Regions from separate parts of the Sus scrofa genome. Here all the other regions are linked to region 3. Evidence: chromatin contacts called from public Hi-C and HiChIP or PLAC-seq data. All regions are on one chromosome and are shown on one strand. Each heading gives the region's core, a stretch centred on a gene start, on an enhancer-like site or on the middle of the called end of the contact. The rest is flanking DNA. Distances are from core to core; before and after follow the strand shown. Region 1 holds the start of PMF1 (polyamine modulated factor 1). Region 2 holds the start of SLC25A44 (solute carrier family 25 member 44). Region 3 holds the start of LMNA (lamin A/C).

What was found. Hi-C and Micro-C count contacts between places; a contact is called where the count stands out from the background. HiChIP or PLAC-seq counts read pairs in DNA pulled down with a chosen protein or histone mark.
Region 1: a contact with region 3 is called in an H3K27ac HiChIP or PLAC-seq map of alveolar macrophages. The contact joins the promoter of PMF1 here to the promoter of LMNA in region 3. A contact is called at or near these places in 6 of 47 Hi-C or Micro-C datasets (alveolar macrophages, embryonic fibroblasts, heart right ventricle and 2 more) and 2 of 2 datasets of contacts at active chromatin or transcription factors (alveolar macrophages and skeletal muscle).
Region 2: a Hi-C map of skeletal muscle shows a contact between it and region 3, with 2.9 times the contacts expected there. The contact joins the promoter of SLC25A44 here to the promoter of LMNA in region 3. A contact is called at or near these places in 4 of 47 Hi-C or Micro-C datasets (epiblast stem cells, liver, skeletal muscle and 1 more) and 1 of 2 datasets of contacts at active chromatin or transcription factors (alveolar macrophages).

What each region holds. Positions count from the first base shown.
Region 1 is chr4:93,835,477-93,838,357 of Sscrofa11.1, forward strand. PMF1 (polyamine modulated factor 1) reads right to left here and starts at 1,310. Exons shown (of 5, transcript NM_001123163.1): 1 at 1,147-1,310. The coding sequence starts at 1,307. SLC25A44 (solute carrier family 25 member 44) reads right to left here. Exons shown (of 4, transcript XM_001928054.5): 4 at 1,528-2,881.
Region 2 is chr4:93,855,666-93,858,587 of Sscrofa11.1, forward strand. SLC25A44 (solute carrier family 25 member 44) reads right to left here and starts at 1,488. Exons shown (of 4, transcript XM_001928054.5): 1 at 1,322-1,488.
Region 3 is chr4:93,924,478-93,927,536 of Sscrofa11.1, forward strand. It overlaps LMNA (lamin A/C), which reads right to left and starts at 1,807. Exons shown (of 13, transcript NM_001111257.2): 1 at 1,705-1,807.

The sequences.
Region 1 (2,881 bases), core at 60-2,559, 89 kb before region 3:
TGGCAACGCCAGATCCTTAACCCACTGAGTGAGGCCAGGGATTGAACCCACATCCTCATGGATCCTAGTTGGGTTCATTAACCACTGGGCCACTATGGGAACTCCTTAAGGTATTGTTTTTAATTTCCTTTTTTATTTCATCATTGACCCATTGGTTTTTAGTAGCATGTTTTAGTCTCCATGTAATTTTCTTTTTTCTGTCCCAATTGTTTTCCTGTGGTTGACTTTCAGTTTCATGCCACTGTAGTCAAAAATACGCTTCAAATAAATTCTATCCTCTTGAAAAAAAAAAAAAAGTAAAAATCAAGGAGTTCCCGGTCATAGCTTAGTGGCTAGCAAATCCTACTAGGAACCATGAGGTTGCGGGTTCAATTCCTGGCCTTGCTCAGGGGGTTAAGGATCCAGCGTTGCTGTGAGCTGTGGTGTAGGTCGCAGACGCGGCTCGGATCTGGCGTAGCTGTGGCTCTGGCGAAGGCCGGCGGCTACAGCTCCGATTAGACCCCTAGCCTGGGAACCTCCATATGCCACGCGTGCGGCCCTAGAAAAGGCAAAAAGACAAAAAAAAAAAAAAAAAAGTAAAATGTAAGACATCAAGTCCTCACAACCACCCAGTGAAGGTATTATTACTATTTACATAATAACAGCTAAAACGCTAACACTGCAAGTGGCCGGCACTGTTCTAAAAGAGACGTGTATCCACTCAAGCCTCAAAAAGACCCTATGAGAAAGGTACTACTGTTACCATTTTATTGATGAGCAACACAGGCACAGAGCAGTTAAGTCTCGCTCACTTTATGCTGGGCCATGATGTGCACCCGGCTTTTAAAGCCTGTACCTTTTCCTCTCAACCACTTGTGGACAGAACTACTGGAGGAAGGAGTAGCTACTTGTCCCAGGCCTGCCCTCACATAACCTGTATTGGTAAACATCACGTGACTTTCCGAGACACAGGAATTGCGTGTCGGCCAGTCAATAACCTCGAGACACAGGATTGTAAATAACCGGCGAACTCCGAGACCAAAGTGACTGAGCTGTTTCCCGTCTGGCCGTCCTGGCCTCGCGGGATTTAGACTCTGGCGGGATAAACCCTCTCTCGGCTTCGACCTGCTGAGAGTTTTGTCCACAGCCTCATTTCTTCCACCTTACCTCCCAGCAGCGACCAGCTTCTGGAGAAAGGTGTCCACCATGGTGTCAAAAAGCTTCACCCTTGAAATGGTAGTACCAGGGCGCGGAAGTTCCTGAGACAACCCTTCAGGCCCTTTTTCCTCACTGCCGCTGGCTACGTTGACGCTGCTCACTTCGGCCATGTTGAACTAGAACCGCCAAACCTTAACCGGCCCGTCCGCCCCGCCCACAAGCTCCCGATTGGCCGCTCCTGGCACTGGCGCCTTCGATTGGAAGCAGCGGGATGTCTATCACCGAGCCGCCGGCGGGGTGGGGAAACTGTCGGAGGCGGGAGAATTAAACACGAAAACAACTGGACACTGAAGTACGAATTTCTCGGCAAGCGGGAAAATAAGCGCAAAGTTCAGGGACTCAATAAAAACGTTTAATTACACTTGAAAGACTTCGTACAGTGCAACAGTGAATGTTCGCTGTTAATATTCACAAGAGTCCACTGTATCAAATGTTAATTGCATCTGTATTTTTATTCCCCTGTGTCCTCCAATCCTCCCATCAGGTTTCCGGTCTTGTGCAGTCTCCAGAAAGTTTCTTCCAATTTGGCTACGGACCAATACATCAAAAATTCCAGCTGGTTCGGTCCATTGTCCTGGGAAAATGGAAGCCCATTCTCCCATCCCTACCAAGACATATTTTAACCACTCAAACCCAGTCCTTAAAATAGTAGATGGGAAAGTAGGGGCCAGGGGTCCCTTTAGTTTAAGAACATCATCCTTTAAAACTGTGTGTGTGTGTGTGTGTGTGAGAGAGAGAGAGAGAGACAGAGACAACAGGTGAAAGACTGACATACTGTACAAAAAAATATAGAACGAAAAAATTATGGATAAGTCTGGGAGGGAGAAACATTCTAAGATAGAAGCAGGAAACTACCTCCTACCCATGATACTTTACCCACTTTGCAATAGTGGGGAAGGACTGAAAACAAGTCTCTAGGGAAGGGAGGTGTGGCACTAAGAAAACCAGTCTCTAAAGGTCTCACTAGGAGTGAGATTAAAGAGAAATGAGGGACCCCTGGCTTCTATTATGTTGGTGGTTATTAGGGCAAAGGAGTTACTAAGAGCAGGAAGATGCAAAATGATCTCTGGGTGAAATACTTTGGATGACCATTTGTGAGTAGAAATTGGAGGACTCTTGACAAAGTGCAAGGAGAGAGAAACAAAAATAAGTGAAAGGGAACATAACTCTTAAAGGTAAGAGCCCAAGGTGGGCAGTGGTGGTGGTGAAGGAGAGAATTCAGATTCTGATCTGGCCTGGGGGGACAGAATGTGGGGCAGCCATAAGAAATATCAAGGCTTCAGGTAGCTAGCACCTTTCAAATTGGCACCATGGCCTTTCCCAGGGGGTGGGACCAATAAGAAAGTTTGAAGGGTCATCCAGGCCAGATGTCTCAAGTAGAAGTGACGGGTTTGATAGGCCTTCTTCTCAATCCATCTGCTGCATCTCTCCTCACCTGCCACACAGGCTTGGTAGAGGAAGTGTGTGTTGGGGGGAGGATGAGGCAGGGAAGAGGTGCTCATCATCTAACTCCTGAGAGCTTCAACAGGTAATCTTGGCAGTATCGGGCTGGTAAACGCGGTGGTCCTGGAATTGGGGAACTTCCTGACCCACTCTCTTTTTCACTCTTTCTCTTTTTTTCTTTACTCTCTTTTAAGCATTCCTCCAGAGGGTACCATGACTGGGATGATGCCTCACATCGGGG
Region 2 (2,922 bases), core at 238-2,737, 69 kb before region 3:
CTTCCTCTCCACTTCAATTCTTCATGTACCAGAAAAACCTATACCAGACTATTCACTAGGTTCTGAGTCACCTGGAAGGCAAGGTCATTCAATGAGAAGAACATTAGTGGTCAGGAGTTCCTCCACTTCCATTACTTACTAGTAGGACTGGAACTAAGTCACTTCTTTAAAATTCAATATCCTCATCTATGATATAGAGCTAATAAAGCCTGCCACAGCTATATAACAGTGTGGTGCAACTCACATGTGCTAAAATATGCAAAGCCATTTTTATTAACAGCAAAGCACTTCCATCATTGCAGAAATTTCTATTGGACAGTGGTGCTCTAAATCCTTGCTACTCAGAGTGGTGCACAAACCCGCAACACTGGCATCACCTGGGAGCTTGTAGAAATACAGAACTTCAGGATGCTCTGTAGACTTGCTGAATAAGAACCATTTTCACAAGATCTCTGGGTGATCAATATGTATATCAGAGTTTGGAAAAGTATTGCCTTAAACATTAAGGATTGTCAGTATTCTAACAATAACAACTACTCTAGGAGTCCACGACCACTATGACTACATTAAGAGCCCTCTGATTCCATCCTGACTTGTCCCCAGGACTGGGCCCAATGCTGACTAATAGACTCATTCAGTTCTTTTCAGTCAACAACATTCACCAAATCAAATCATCTGTCTACAGCTCCTGACAAGACACCTATGAGGTCTGGTTCCCACTTCTGTGCTGGGATCAAGATCTTTGCTTCCTCCTTCTGTTCCTCTGTTCTTCTTACTGCATCTCCATCAAGGCTCTGCATCCTGAGAGCTATCTACCTTAGGAACGTGAATATATTTACATGCTCGCCCACCTGTCCTAAAGAACATGCATTTCCTTAGGGAAGGTTCTGGGCGTGCCTCCAACCCCTCCCTTCAAGGTAATCTCCCCCCAGGACAGGAGGAGATTCCCACTCAACCTTCCTTTGGTCTTCCATAGGTGCCCACGTGATCTCTCATGACAGACATCACACGACAATCCTCTTCACCTACTGCACATGACACCCCCTTTAAGTAGCTTCTGTCCTGACCCCCGAAACTGCCGCCTTTAGATCCTGGACATGCCCCTAGCCATGTCTCTGGCCATGCTTCTTTCGCTGTCGGCGAACCCCATGCTCCTCCGATAGGAAGAGATGCGTCGCTGGAGTCATCCCTCATTCCCAAAACTGCGCGGCGGGTTCCCAGTAAATTGCTGCCGTGCACTGCAGGCAACCGCTGCCTCCCTGACAGGTCTCGGTACTAGGAGACCTTAGTCCTTAGGCACCTCAAGCCGGTGATTTCGTACCTTCTCAGTTCAGGGCGGTTCTGCCGCGTCTGAGGCAAACTCCCAGAGCGGACCTCTAGGCCGCAGCTCCCACTCTATCCTCTGTTCCCGGCAACTGACGGCCTCCGGTCGCATCTTCCTCCATCTCGACCGGGATCCCGGTACTGCCGGAACCGGAAATTGGGACACTGTCACTCCCGCCCCCTGCAGGGGGCGGGGATGAACGGTGGGCAACTGCACCAATGACGTTCTGAGTCTTTAGCCTCGCCCCCCGCCTCCGCAGCAAAGGCGGAAGGTCCTGGTAGCCATCTTGAATTTGGGCAGAGGCCACGCCTTCTTTAGCCCCTTCTTCTACAGCGCATGCGTGTTCTTTCGAATTCGTGGAAATTGGGTCGCGGCCACTTCTTGAAGGTCTTGTTCCCAACGGGTCACCTTGCGTTTCAAGTCTCCTGGAATCCTTAAGTTAAAATCTCATCTAATTTTTGTGTAACTTTTCTCATCTACAGAACCAAAACAGGCCAATGTGCAGCAGGAAGGACTAAGTTTAGATTTTGGAGACTTGGGAACTCAAAACTACAGGAATAGGGAACATCCTGGAGATGGAGTGATCTCTTCTTGCTTTATAACTATTTGTTAATACATGGATTTAAAAGAAGAGGCGGTGGGAGTTTGGGGTTAGTAGATGCGAACTACTACATTTAGAATGGATAAGCAAAGAGGTCCAGCTGTATGGCACAGGAAACTATATCCAGTCACCCTTGATAGAACATGATATAAGTTGACGAAAAGAATATATATATATCTGAGTCACTTTGCTGTACAGCAGAAATGGACAACATTTATATCAACTATAATGAAAAAATATATAATAAATAGGAAAAAAAAATAAAAAGAGGCAGAGCCCTTTACAGGAGGGACTGAGAAGGCTAGGTTTGGAGAGTCAATTCATTTCAAAATAGATATTTCTATAACTCAACAACAAAAAGACAGACAACCCAATTTTTTTTTTTTTGTAAATGTGCAAAGGACTTTAATAGATGTTTCTCCAAAGAAGATGGATAATAAGCACATAAAAAGATGCTCAACATCATTAGTCATTAGGGAAAAACAAATCAAAACCATGAGATCCCCACTGCACACCCACTAGGATGGCTAAAATTAAAGCAAGCAAGCAAGCAAATGAGAACCTAGAAAGTGACAAGTGTTAGCAGGGATGTGGAGAAACTGGAACCCTGACGTTGCTGGTGGGAATGTAAAATGGTGCAGTTGCTGTGGAAACCAGTTTGATCATTCCTCAATGTTAAGCAAAATTGCTATATGACCAAGCATTTTCACTCTGAATATATACCCAAAAGAGCTGAAAACAGGTGTTCAAACAAAAACTTGTACACAGGAGTTCCTGCTGTGTTGCAATGGGATCAGTGGCATCTCTGGAGCTCAGGGACATGTGTTTGATCCCCAGCAAGTTAAGGATCCAGTGTTGCTGCAGCTGGTAGCCTAGGTCACAGCTGCGGCTCAGATCTGATCCCTGACCCAGGAACTCCATATGCCAAGGGACCGCCAAAAAAGAAAAACAAAAAACAAATAAACAATATTTACACACACAGATTCATAACAGCACT
Region 3 (3,059 bases), core at 557-3,056:
GATACAGGTGGGCCTGCTCTGAAAGCCAAGCACTTAGCTGTCAGGCTGTAATTCTGGACAGGTAGGAGTGGGAGAGAGGAGGATTCCAGTGGGACCTAGGCCATTGGGAGACAGTTATACGCCCCCACAGGGGTGGGAAGGGGTGACTCTTTGGGAGAGGGTCTAGGAAATAGGGGGTGATTTGGAGAGTCAAGGCTATGGTTTGGGAATCCCTTTATAATGTTTCTGGGTTGGTTTTTTTTTTTTTTTTTTTTGTCTTTTTAGGGCAACAGCCACAGCATATGGAGGTTCCCAGGCTAGGGGTCCTATTGGAGCTGTAGCTGCTGGCCTACACCACAGCCACAGCCATGCCAGATCTGAGCCACGTCTGCAACCTGCACCACAGCTCACAGCAGCGATGGATTACCTTAACCCACTGAGCGAAGCCAGGGATCAAACTTGCATCCCTATGGATACTAGTCAGGTTTGTTTCCCCTGAGCCACAACAGGAACTCCCTAGAGTGCTTGGAGGGAGGGTCCCTGTCTTATTCATTCTTTGATCACAGGGTCAAGTACTAAACACCTGTTGAACTGCTGAGTCACTCCTGCACAGGTGGTATGGAAGGACCTGGCTGTTCTTTAAGTAGCTGCCACATACCAGGCACTGGGCTAGGGGCCATGTGGGGCTGATCCCACTTCATCTTGACTTCAGCCTTATGAGGAAGGTATTATTATCTGCATTTTATATACCAAAAACCCAAACTCCGAGAAGTTGACTAATTGACCTAAGATAGTCCAGCTGAGTAACTGCCTTCTTCCCATCCGGACCCAGCTAGATGGAATGATGCAGGCTTAGAACAATTAGCTTGGCTTAGTTTAGCTGGGAAGGCCCTCAGAAGGAGCGTGTTTGATGGCCTTTTGTAAAGCCAGTGAACCCCTCATTTGAATGAAATTTCACCCCAAAAGCCCAATATACTAAATGACAGAGGCAGAGTCTCTCTAGCAGGGAAGTTTAGGGACCCCTGCCTGGTGATCCTTTGCCCCTCCCCTAAGAGGCCCCCAGGGCTCTGAGAATTAAACCCCTCTCTTTACAAAGTGGGCTTCTCAGGCTGGAGAAGCTAAGATTTGCCCAAACACAGCCAGAAACCCCCAAATAGTACTCGGACCCTATTTCACACTACTGTAGGAGACAGGACATCACTCTGGACATACTGGAAGGGGCTAATCGACCTCAAGGGATGGGCATTATCGCTACCATGATGAGGCAGGGGTTGCAGGGGTCAGTGTAGGGCTGGCTATCTTCCCTGGGTGCTCCAGCCAGGCCAGACAGGGCCGCTAGATAATGAGCACAGAACCAACCCTTTACACTTCACATTTGGCTGGGCAGGTCTCCCAGGTGTCATCTTTTCACAATCCAGATTACTACCTTAACCCTCTCAAACCTCTCTGAGATGCACAAAGCAAACACCATGATGCCCATTATACAGATACGGAGATTGAGACTTGGGCCAGGTTAACTGATATGCTCCAGGCCACACAACAAGAGACAGAAGCAGGTCCCAAACTCCAGGGATTTGCCTCCAGGTTAACTACATCCCACCTCCCTTCAGTCCAGACCCCAAAGGAGCTCCATCCAACAGCAAAATCCGAGAGTCTGCCCAGGAGTCCCTGCCCGACATTCCAAACCCCATCCCCCACTCAAATGGGCCCAGAGAGCCGCCCCACCTGTGAGCCTCAGGCTTCCTGGAACCGTCACAATACACACCAAAATACTGCCACGGTACACACCAGACAAGAGCCAAAGAGGAATTCCGCAGTGACTTCGTCCTCTCTGCTCCCTATCTCCCAGCTTTGGCCCCGCCCCACCTGGTGAGGGTGGGGGAGGGGAGGTAGACGTAGGAAGGGGCGGGGCCCCGGAGACGTGGGCGGAGCCAAGGGGACGGGGCTTGTTCCCTCCAGGGCAGATCGGTTCGGGCTGGTAGGGCGACTCCGGACTCCGGCGGGGTGGTTCCTCTCCCGCCCCCCCGCCCCCGCCGCCCGGAGGCGGGCAGTGCTGACGGCTGGTTCTGACGCAGGCGCCTGCGTGTGGGCGGCTGCCTGTGAGTCTGTGTGTGTCTGTGTGTGTGTGGTTGCCGGGGCCTCCCGGGTCTCCTAAATGGGGGTTTCCTCTCCCTGTTGCCAAGGAAACAAACAGAAGCGCCACAACTCCAGAACTGGGGCCGGCGAAAAGGGTCCCCAAGCCCTAGGCGCCGAGAGGCTTCCAGGAAGTGAGGCAGAAAAGGATCCCTGTTTCCCCCCCCACCCCCAGTCCAGGTGCTGAGCAAACGTTACCCAATGTGGGGCCTGAAACTAGTGGCCACCTGTCCTGTTTGCAGAGCACTGAGGAGTTTCCTAGGACAAGGGCCTTGCAGTGCTCAAACCCGAACAGTTCCTGGCAAAACCGGACAGTTGGTCTTCCTAAGTGTCCATCCAATTTTTGTGGGGAGGCTCTATCTTAAAAATATGAGAATATCTTTTACAGATTTCACACAGATAAGTGAACACGTGGAAACCTGGTCAGGCTCCTCTAAGGGTCTTGGGAAGGCCTGTGCCACTGTGGATCCCTGAGCTTCACCTTGCTTAGCCTCACCATAAAACCAACCTGGGTTCCCAGCCCCTGCAGCCCCTAAGTTCCTCAGGGTCCCCTTCCAAGGCTAGCCCTTGGCACTCACCCCAGGGAGGTCAACTGGGAAAGCAAATTCTCCCCGGGGAGGATGGTGGTTAATCTGCAGGAGATTTCCTGATGGGGGAACAGATCAAAGGGCACTTCTGGATTAGTGGCGGCCACGTGTGGCAGGTGGATGGGCAGGGCCTTGGCCAAGGTCAGGAGCTCCTGGAGGGAGACTCCATGGGATGGAAGGGACTGCCTTGGGCCAGTGCTTCATCAGTCATTGCTTAGAAGCCAGAACTTCAGAGCTGGGAGGAGTCTAAGGACATCATGCAAGCCAACCCCCTCCTTTCTAGACCTGCCTTGATCCAGCTCCCCAGATTCCCCTGTCCCACTATCCCTATGCCAGCCCACAGGCTAGCCCCAGAGTAAC